Regions from separate parts of the Mus musculus genome. Here region 2 is linked to region 1. The links are chromatin contacts, called in public ChIA-PET maps. All regions are on one chromosome and are shown on one strand. Each heading gives the region's core, a stretch centred on a gene start, on an enhancer-like site or on the middle of the called end of the contact. The rest is flanking DNA. Distances are from core to core; before and after follow the strand shown.

The links. ChIA-PET counts read pairs in DNA pulled down with a chosen protein or histone mark.
Region 2: an RNA polymerase II ChIA-PET map of memory CD8 T cells shows a contact between it and region 1, with 17 read pairs. The contact joins the promoter of Atp5b here to the promoter of Gdf11 in region 1. A contact is called at or near these places in 1 of 39 promoter capture datasets (pre-B cells), 2 of 115 datasets of contacts at active chromatin or transcription factors (memory CD8 T cells and pancreatic cancer cells) and 1 of 9 other capture datasets (liver).

What each region holds. Positions count from the first base shown.
Region 1 is chr10:128,889,274-128,894,234 of GRCm38.p6, reverse strand. Gdf11 (growth differentiation factor 11) reads left to right here and starts at 2,517. Exons shown (of 3, transcript NM_010272.2): 1 at 2,517-2,988. The coding sequence starts at 2,550.
Region 2 is chr10:128,080,990-128,085,716 of GRCm38.p6, reverse strand. Atp5b (ATP synthase, H+ transporting mitochondrial F1 complex, beta subunit) reads right to left here and starts at 2,410. Exons shown (of 10, transcript NM_016774.3): 1 at 2,264-2,410; 2 at 1,643-1,825; 3 at 1,246-1,420; 4 at 505-626; 5 at 91-275. The coding sequence starts at 2,390. Snord59a (a small nucleolar RNA gene) reads right to left here and starts at 1,575; the gene lies at 1,501-1,575. It overlaps Mir677 (microRNA 677), which reads right to left and starts at 431; the gene lies at 354-431.

The sequences.
Region 1 (4,961 bases), core at 1,268-3,767:
GCCCTGACTCCCTGACACTCTTGGCCGGCTCCGAGGTAATCCTCACAACTAGTTGAAGGTAGAAATTATGGTCTCCATTTATAGATAAAGAAACTTGATGATTGCTCAGTGGAAGAGTTCTTGCTTTGTATGCACAGCCCCTTGGTTCTACCTCACCCCACACCCAATTCAAGGTACAGGGAAGAGAACACAGAGAGAGGGAGAGAAAAACTTGGTAAGTTATCGACACTCCCATGTTTTGGTCCAAAGCAAGGGAGTAATGAGAAGTTTCTGGATTGTGTTCCATTCAGTCCCTGTTCTTCTTCTTTTTTCTTTTTTAATATTTATTATGTTTATTATATATAAGTACACTGTAGCTGTCTTCAGACACACCAGAAGAGGGCATCAGATCTCTTTACAGATGGTTGTAAGTCACCATGTAGTTGCTGGGATTTGAACTCAGGACCTCTGGAAGAGCAGTCAGTGCTCTTAACTGCTGAGCCATCTCTCCATCCCTAAGTCCCTGTTCTAAATAGGAATAGGTCATGTATTCAGAGCTTCTCACCTACCCTGCTTCTCCCTCACAGCTGAACCCCAATAGTTACCCTCATTCCACTCCAGCTCCCAAACCCAATTCTGTTCTTTTGTTTATGCCTAACTAACTTTAACATATATATATATATATTTTAATTAGGGTTTAATTCCAGAGAGGAAACCAAAAACCTTCTACTTGGTCCAAGAATCCCAATAGTGAGGTCTATACATTTTACATTTATCTATATATTTTTTTGAGACAGGGCCTTCCTACTGACATTTATACATTTTGTTCAGTGAACACTGCGCGAGACACTGGAAGAGCAAATCTCAACCCCCTAACATTTTCAGTTTGCCAAGGGATCTTCAGAGACATGGGTCAAGGCATGCTTATACAGAGAGCTCTCTGGAGGCTGAGGCAGGAGGATAACTGAGTTTGAGGCCAGCCTGGGATGCATCTGAGACTCTGTCTCAGAGGATAGAGGAAAAGGAGAAGAAAGGGTTTAGGGGAGGGGAAGAGGGGGAAAAAGAGAAACAGAGACCTGGGAAGAGGGAACCAGCAGTAGTGGCTGAGCACACCTGTACACTGTCTTCCTCGTGTACTGAGCTGTCTGGCTGCGCTTAGGACCACACCTGAAGACCATGGCTGGTCCCATTCCAGAGTGGCTCCCCTTGGGGTTTGCTATCTCCACATTAGACATCTGAGTATAGACCCTGCTCTTACCCTTACGCCTAAAACTTCAAGCTTTCTCAGACATGTAAGACCTTACAAACACAAAGACGTAGCTAGGAACCCAGAGAGAGGGTCCAGATTCCTCGCCAAGCACCACTTTCAAGCCCTACCTCATCCCTCATCTGGCTCTTCCCCTCATGGCTCCCACCCTTTCCAGCCCGATCACGATCACTCTCTTTGTTCTATTAAACCTCAATCTCAAGATCACAGGCCTCCTAGATAGTTTTCTTCCGGGCTCAGTACTTGTCAACTTCTCAGCTTGTCCCTGGCCTCTTCCTCTCCTGACCGCCTTCATCCCTGTGATAAATCAGCCTGATGTTCCATTTTATGGGTTCTTTAAACATCCTGGGCTACCTCTGGTAGCTGAGGCTATTCTTCACATCTCCACCTCTTCCCCTTGGGTGTCTCTTTGCGCTCCAACCAAGGCTGACTTGTGTGTGTTACTTCCTCCCCTGGTCTTTTCTCTGCACCTGCCTCCTCAGGGGTTGCTACCTCCAAGGTATCCCCTGTCTCTGCCTCTCCCTCTTGCGCAGGGTACCATCAGCTCCCTCTGACCCATCCGTTCTCTTGCCCACCTCTCCTGCTCTCTCCTGTTCGACTCCGTAGAATTCGGTTAGCCACCCCTCTTTGCGCTCTACCTTTGTCTTTGACTCTCTCCACTCTTAACTGTCCCACTAGTTTTTCTGGTCGTCTTCAGTCTTCGCTCTTGCTCTCTAGCTAAGTCTCTCCCTTCTGTGACTTCTTTTCTCTCTTTTGTCTCTCCCTCTTCCCTTCCTATCTGGGTATCTTTGGATCTGCCTCTTCCCCCACCCCCAACCCCTACCCACCGCTCCGTCTGTCCCCGATCTCTCTGACTCGGTCCCTCACGGCCTCTCCCCCCCTCCCCCTCATCTTTCGGTCTCTTCATCTTTCTCTGGACCCGTGCTCGCTCGTGTTCTCTCTCTCTCTCTCTCTCTCTCTCTCTCTCTCTCTCTCTCTCTTTTCCTCGGTTCTCTCCGGCTCCCTCTCTCGCCTCGGATGACAGCGCTACCTCTTTTGTTGGCTCCGCAGCCAATCGCGGCCGCTGACGACACGGGGGCCGGGGCTATAAAGGGCCCGGCCCGGGCTTGGGCCCCCCCAGCTGCCCGCCCCGGCCGCCCGCCCGCCCCGCCCGTGCGCCCGCCGCCCCCGGCCCCCGGCCCCCCCTCGGCCGGGCAGCCCCCAATCCCGCGCCGCCCGGACCCCCTCCTCCTCCCTCTTCCCTCCGCCCCCTCCCCGCGGGACTCCGGCGTCCCCGCCCCCCAGTCCTCCCCTCCCCTGCAGCATGGTGCTCGCGGCCCCGCTGCTGCTGGGCTTCCTGCTCCTCGCCCTGGAGCTGCGGCCCCGGGGGGAGGCGGCCGAGGGCCCCGCGGCGGCGGCGGCGGCAGCGGCGGCGGCGGCCGGGGTCGGGGGGGAGCGCTCGAGCCGGCCGGCCCCGTCCGCTCCGCCGGAGCCGGACGGCTGCCCCGTGTGCGTGTGGCGGCAGCACAGCCGCGAGCTGCGCCTAGAGAGCATCAAGTCGCAGATCCTGAGCAAACTGCGGCTCAAGGAGGCGCCCAACATCAGCCGGGAGGTAGTGAAGCAGCTGCTGCCCAAGGCGCCGCCGCTGCAGCAGATCCTGGATCTGCACGACTTCCAAGGCGACGCGCTGCAGCCTGAGGACTTCTTGGAAGAGGACGAGTACCACGCTACCACCGAGACGGTCATAAGCATGGCCCAGGAGAGTAAGTGGGCTGCGGGGTGCGCGCGGTGCGGTGCAGTCCGGGAAGGACCCGGAAGCCCTTTCTGCGAAAACTTGACGGATTGGGGAGCCGGGCCACTCCACACAACTTTTTGAGCGGAGAAGATGGGCAGCGGAGTTGAGTGCACGCCCCGTTCTAGGGTGGGGGGGTGGAGGATGGCGCGTTGGGGGAGGGGGGCCAAACCAGGCAGGTTGTGAGCTATTGCTTTCCATCCCTTGTGAGAAAAAGATTCAAGTTGAAGTAGTCCTAGAAACTGGCACCCTACAGTGACTTTTCTGGAGCGTTAGGTGGGGAGCTTCCGTGACCCGTGCAGTCTCAGCTGGGCCGCAGTGCCATCTTCCCACTGCTCTGGCACCAGCATCAACTCCTTGCCCGGTGCTCCGGAAGGCGCCCACCGGCTTTCGGAAAAACTAAGTGTTCCTCTAAGGCCATGGCATAGGACCCAAACCCGGTGTACGTCTCAGCAACTCAGCTGACACCTCTCCTTTCTGCACCTGATCTCGCACTGGGTATCCCCTAGGACCTAGAAGAGCTGTTCCTTCCTGGTACCGAAAGAGCTCAAATAACTCAACTCCACTGCGCTTGCCACTTAACGAGTATCATTTGGTTACTCTCATCTTAGCGTGCTCACTCCCTGTCCTACCCACAGCTGGAGCCAAAGAAGACCCAGGGAGAAAGAACTAGATGAGGGGGATGGGAGAACCCAGGCATCCGAGCCCCTGGCCAAACGGAGGATGAACACTCTGATAGACAGGAGCGGCTTTGAAATTTTATGGCCTGGAAAATCCAGGCCAATACTACCGCCCCCACTGCCTTCTCTCCCTAGGGTCAGGTGACTCCCTTTCCCCTCCCCCACTGACTGTAGTCCCCCCCCCCCCCAACTCCAGGGAACCAGGCTTTCTCTATTCCCTAGTGGTTTGGCAAGCCCCCCCTCCTTTGGTTTTATGGCTCTGAACAGAAGGGGGGGCTGGTTTATTGGCAGATGGGTCATAAAAAGCTGGGGGTTGCGGGAAATCCTAGTGGCCCACCCCCATGGTAGAGGTACAGGAACCCAGGTGTGCATTTGGAAGGTTGAGAGCCTGGCACTTGCCACCCAGTTTCTGCAGAATTCAACTCCAACTTGGTTAGGATTGTAAAGAAAACTCAGAGTCAGGAAACTCTCTCTCTCTCTCTCTCTCTCTCTCTCTCTCTCTCTCTCTCTCTCTCTCTCTCTCTCTCTCTCTCGTGTGTATGTGTATGTGTATGTGTGTGAGTGTGTGTGTGTGTGTGTGTGTGTGTGTGTGTGCACAGAGATCTGATCTTGGGTTCTCAGGCTCCCTTGTTCTTATTGCTTCTACTTTTGGAAACCAGGGTCAGTCTTTGATTGACTAAGGGCAGGGATAGGGAAAAGATTCTAGAAAACAGTTGTAGGGAAATAATGAATGACAAAATTTTCTGGAAGATGCAGGATATATAGAGAAAAGATACTCTGCTCTGTGTGATGTAAAGTGTGTATTTCCAGGGTGAGTGACCCAGCTGCAGGCTTCCCATTGCCTTCACTATCCCTAGCCTCCTGTAACCAGAAGGCTTGAGTCCAGAATTAACTCTGGTAGTGGAGAGCAGCAGGAAGTGAAGGGACTCTGAATGCACAAATTGGGCAGTAGCCATTAAGCCTGGGGGTGGGATTGTACCAGTAGATGAAGTTGGGTCTCACCCTGACTTCCATTTTAGTGCCACTCCAGGACTTAGGTAACCCAGGAACTGGGTTTCAAACCAGGTATTGTACTTCCCCTTTAAGAGTCTAGCTGCGACCTTAAGAGAGGGAGGGGGAGTAGAGGGGAGGGGAGGGAGAGAGGAGAGGGGGGAAAAGGAAAAAGAGACTTTTATAGTCTAATCCCCAGGGACCCGCTTTAATAAGAGACTTGTGCTCTGCTAATCGGGGGAGGTGTTTGTCAGCAGAGATGGCCTCTGCTCCC
Region 2 (4,727 bases), core at 1,161-3,660, 810 kb after region 1:
AAATGGTGGTGGGAAGACAACTATTTTGTTTACAGAACCCGGGGCTCATCACATCAAACATAACACATTAGTTTTCTGAATGGAGCTCACCTTGGAAGTGGCATCTTTTAGATTGATAACACCAGATTCAATCATTTCATGGTATAAATCATTGCCCTCACGGGTCCTCTCACCAACACCAGCAAATACAGAGTAACCACCATGGGCTTTGGCGACATTGTTGATTAGCTCCATGATCAGTACTGTCTTTCCAACGCCAGCACCTCCAAAGAGTCCTAGTTTAAGAAGAAATATTTCAGATCTCTGCATTCCCAAATTAAACAGCCTTCAAAAATGTTCAGTTCTGTCCATTTTCCCCTTCTCAGGAACGGCATCTGGCTTCAGCAAATTCAGAAGAACGAAAGTCAGAAGCTAATCATCACTGAAGGCTCAAGCACTCTCAAAAGAAAAAAGGGTCTCCATGCTTTACTGTATTTGGAAAACACGGACCAAAAACCAACGTACCGATTTTCCCACCCTTGGCGTATGGGGCCAGCAGATCCACAACCTTTATCCCAGTCACCAGAATCTCCTGCTCAACACTCATCTCTATGAACTCAGGAGCCTCAGCATGAATAGGAGCAAATCTGTAAGGTTCAGGGAGGAAAGGGTCAGAACCAGGCACCATGCTCAAAAGCCACTGGCCACCACAAACAGTCAAGTCTAATCTTGTTCAAGTTAAGCTGTCACAGAACATCATCTCTCTGCAATAAAAAATATTGTCTCGCCGGGCGTGGTGGCGCACGCCTTTGATCCCAGCACTTGGGAGGCAGAGGCGGGCAGATTTCTGAGTTCGAGGCCAGCCTGGTCTACAGAGTGAGCTCCAGGACAGCCAGGGCTATACAGAGAAACCCTGTCTCGAAAAACCAAAAAAAAAAAGTCTCAAGAACAAATAATCCTCTTTTTTGATATTTTCCTTTTACTGAACTTAATATAACAAAGTTTCTTTATATAACAATAAGAAAATAAAAACCTGTAAATTTTAGAGAATCCATAATGTAACACAGCTTTAAAAAAAGTAACAGGGGGTTCTATGTAGCAAGTTTTCAACAATCCAAACTTCTGTATCTTCATTTTCAATAACTGAATACAACAGAAATGGAAGTAGTACTGTAGGAAAATGTTGCTTTACTACCAGTTATTACCCCATGTGTACAACTGCAAGAAAAGGTTCCCATGTTCACAAATGCAGTGAGAGAAACTTACTGTTTGGTTTTGATAGGACCTCTCTCATCAATAGGTTCTCCAATGACATTCATGATTCTGCCCAAGGTCTCAGGACCAACAGGAATTTTGATTGGTGCCCCTGAATCCAGTACTTTCTGGCCTCTAACCAAGCCTTCAGTGCCATCCATAGCAATAGTTCTGACCGTGCTCTCCCCTGTCAATCAGCATTAACACGTTATAAGCACCAAAACCTAACAGTATGTAATGAAGGGTGATCAAAAGCAAACAGGCCTCCCCTCTCAGCACCTGAGTGTGGCTTCAGCAAACTCAGAAGAACGAAAGTCATTTGGTAAAGTCATCACAGAATGGAGATGGCACGATCTCGTGTTATTTAAGCCTAACAAGCTCTTTCCCACCTCTAAAACGTCCTACTTACCCAAATGCTGGGCCACCTCCAAAACCAGTCTGCTGTCCCTGCCTTGCACTTCCAGGGCATTTAGGATGGGTGGTAATCCCTCATCGAACTGGACGTCCACCACAGCGCCGATGACTGCCACGATTCGCCCGGTGGCAGTGCCTGCCTTCGGGGCCGCAGACGCCTGCGCCGCATAGTCTCTGGCTAGCAGACAAAAAGGTATTGGAAGGCGTTGGTGTTAGGACAGCTTAAGGTCACCCGAATCCCAGATTTATCCCCCGAGGGAAGGTTAGCTGAGCCCAGACTAAGTCTCCTGCAAGATAGGAGGAGGCATGGAGAAGGGCACGCTGCAATCGGGAACCCACCCGCACTGTTTTCCCGACCTCGTGCACAGAACCGCCATTATTCTCGAGTTTGGTATCCCCCTCAAAACCTCAAGGTCGAGGCAGCTGCCGGCCACTCTAGCCTCACAAAATGGGACGCTGCTGGTTATATCAACGCTCCCACGGGCGACTGTCCTTGCACTCCTCGGCTGGACAGTAGTCCGCTGCCCGGGAATCCTTATGGAGAACGGATCCGATAGGCCCAAGCTCAAGGTCACGGGGAGAAGAACCGAACTAGCTCCTCCAGGAAGGCGCTTACCAGGATGAACCCCGGCGGGAGCAGCTCGCAGTAGAAGCTGCGCCTGTGGCAGAGCCGCCGAAGGGCTGAGTCCCCGCAAGGCCCCGGAGGCCGAGGCCGAGGCCACACGCCCCACAAGACTCAACATGGCGGAATCCGGGTGGAGACTGAGCGCCGAAGCGGTCCTCTCCGCCGGTCCTGCAGCTGGGGCGGGGCAACCTCCGCCGTAGGCACAGTAATTGGGTGATTTTGCTGTTCGTCATCACCACTAACGCTTCTATAGGGTAAAAAAACTCGGAGCTTATCAGCTATTGGTCTAAACTGGTGCCAATCTGAAAATTCTCTTTTTTAATTGGAGGAGCCGCCCTCTAAGCCTCGAAACCTAATTGGCCCATGGGAACGTCAGTAGGAGAGGTTTTTGGCGGAACTACGTTGAAATAAAGGGGCGGGGTTCCGTTGAACCTGTGCACTAGGCCGTCTTTGACTGTCCTTGGACCTTGAGTTAGGTGACAGCCGCTAAGGTTGAGTGGCGGCGTCCTGAAAGTCAGGAACCTTCTGTGGCTCCAAAACGTGGGGTTTCCTCGACAGTAGTGAGGGTGGAAGTTTCCAGGCGGCCCAGCAGGTCCGAAACCTGGAGGCTCTTTATCATATAAATCCGTGCAACGAAAGAAACTAAAGCGACCCATCCTTCGACAGACGTTCTGCATCGAGGAGACAAGGTTATTTATTTATAACACTCGAGGGGTAATTTAGAGTCACCTACTTATGTAAAGAATTGCCCTAAGCAGACGTACTGACAGAACCCTGTAATTCCAGAACTTGACAGGTGAAGGCTCAAGATTCCAGGAGCCAACTGAAGCCCCTTGAGACCCTGTCTCAAACACAAAATGAAAGGTCAGAAGTAATAGACCTTTGCTGTGATATGTGTGTGCAGAAATCCGTAAAGTAAAGTAGAAAGGAAGAATACGCTAAGCGAGCCTTTGCCTGAAACCACATTTCTTCGGTTTGGTTGTAGATAAGGCAAAAAAAAAAAAAAAAAAAAAAAAAACGAAATCCGACCCTATAGGGAGATGATGCCAGGTCTCAAAGGACTTTTGAATGAAAGTGGAGGCTGGCCAGAAGTGTGTGTTGCTCTAGGATGGAAAGTCACAGAATCAATGATATCCTTGCCAGCAACAATGGGGATGGGGTGGAGCTCTAACAGGGAAGCCCTTGGTCTTCCTATGAGGATACACAAAGTTGTAGTATTGCACCTTTTTACTTCCTAGCATCCTCCAGTACTTCCCATTTTTCTGCATGATGATGAAAAAAGTTCTCAGTCTGACAGTGGAGAGCTGGCAAAGGCTGTAGCGGGGAACAAAGGAACGCACCCATATCCTCCTCAGCAATTACATGCATGTGTTATTGAAACAGTCTTGCTGTGGTTCAGGCATGCCTTGGACTCAGCCTCCCCATTCTTAAGATAACATCTAATAACCTTGCTAAGTAAGGAAGAGCCCAATGCAGGACAAGATGTTGCACTTCTGTGACACCAGCACTAGAGAGGGGGAGGCAGGAGTTTAAAATCATCCTGGGCTACACAATGAGTTGGAGGCCAGCCTACTGGATAACACTGCGTGGCAATAAGTAAAAAAAAAAATCATAAAATTCAGACAGAAAAGAACCAAAAAGAATGTCAGCATATGATTAGCAAGTAGAAGAAAGAAATATGGGGCTGAAGGGTAATAAGAGGATCGGAGGATGTAATGCAGAGAGTCAAGAGGCTGTCTGGTGAGACGTCTCAGTGGATAAAACCATGCACTGCTCTCACAGAGGACTGGAGCTCAGTTCCCAGTATGCACATTGTGCAGCTGGCAACTGCCTATAATTCCAGGGATCCAACACCATCTCCTGGCCTCTAGAAACACAGCACTCCTGTGCCCTCTGTCCTCACAGGCACCAGGCAAACAATGAATACAGGCAAATCACTGACTTATACAAATCAACATGAATCAAGAATCAGGGTGATAGCCAGGCATGGTAGCACACGCCTTTAATCCTAGCAGATTTCTGAGTTCGAGGCCAGCCTGGTCTACAAAGTGAGTTCCAGGACAGCCAGGGCTATACAGAGAAACCCTGTATAAAACAAAAAGAAAACCAAACAAACAAACAAAAAGAGTCAGGGTGATAGCCAGGCAGCGGTGGTGCACGCCTGTAATCCCAGCACTTGAGAGGCAGAGGCAGGTGGATTTCTGAGTTTGAGGCCAGCTTGGTCTACAAAATGAGTTCCAGGACAGCTAGGACTATACAGAGAAACCCTGTCTCAAAACAAAACAAACAAACAAACAAACAAAAAAACAAAACAACAACAACCCAAACCAAACAAAACCAAACAAAACAAAAAAATCTCAAAACAACAACAACAATAAACCAACAAAACAAAATTAAAAAACAAGCCAGGCGTGATGTTGCATGCCTTTAATCTCAGCACTCGAGAGGCAGAGGC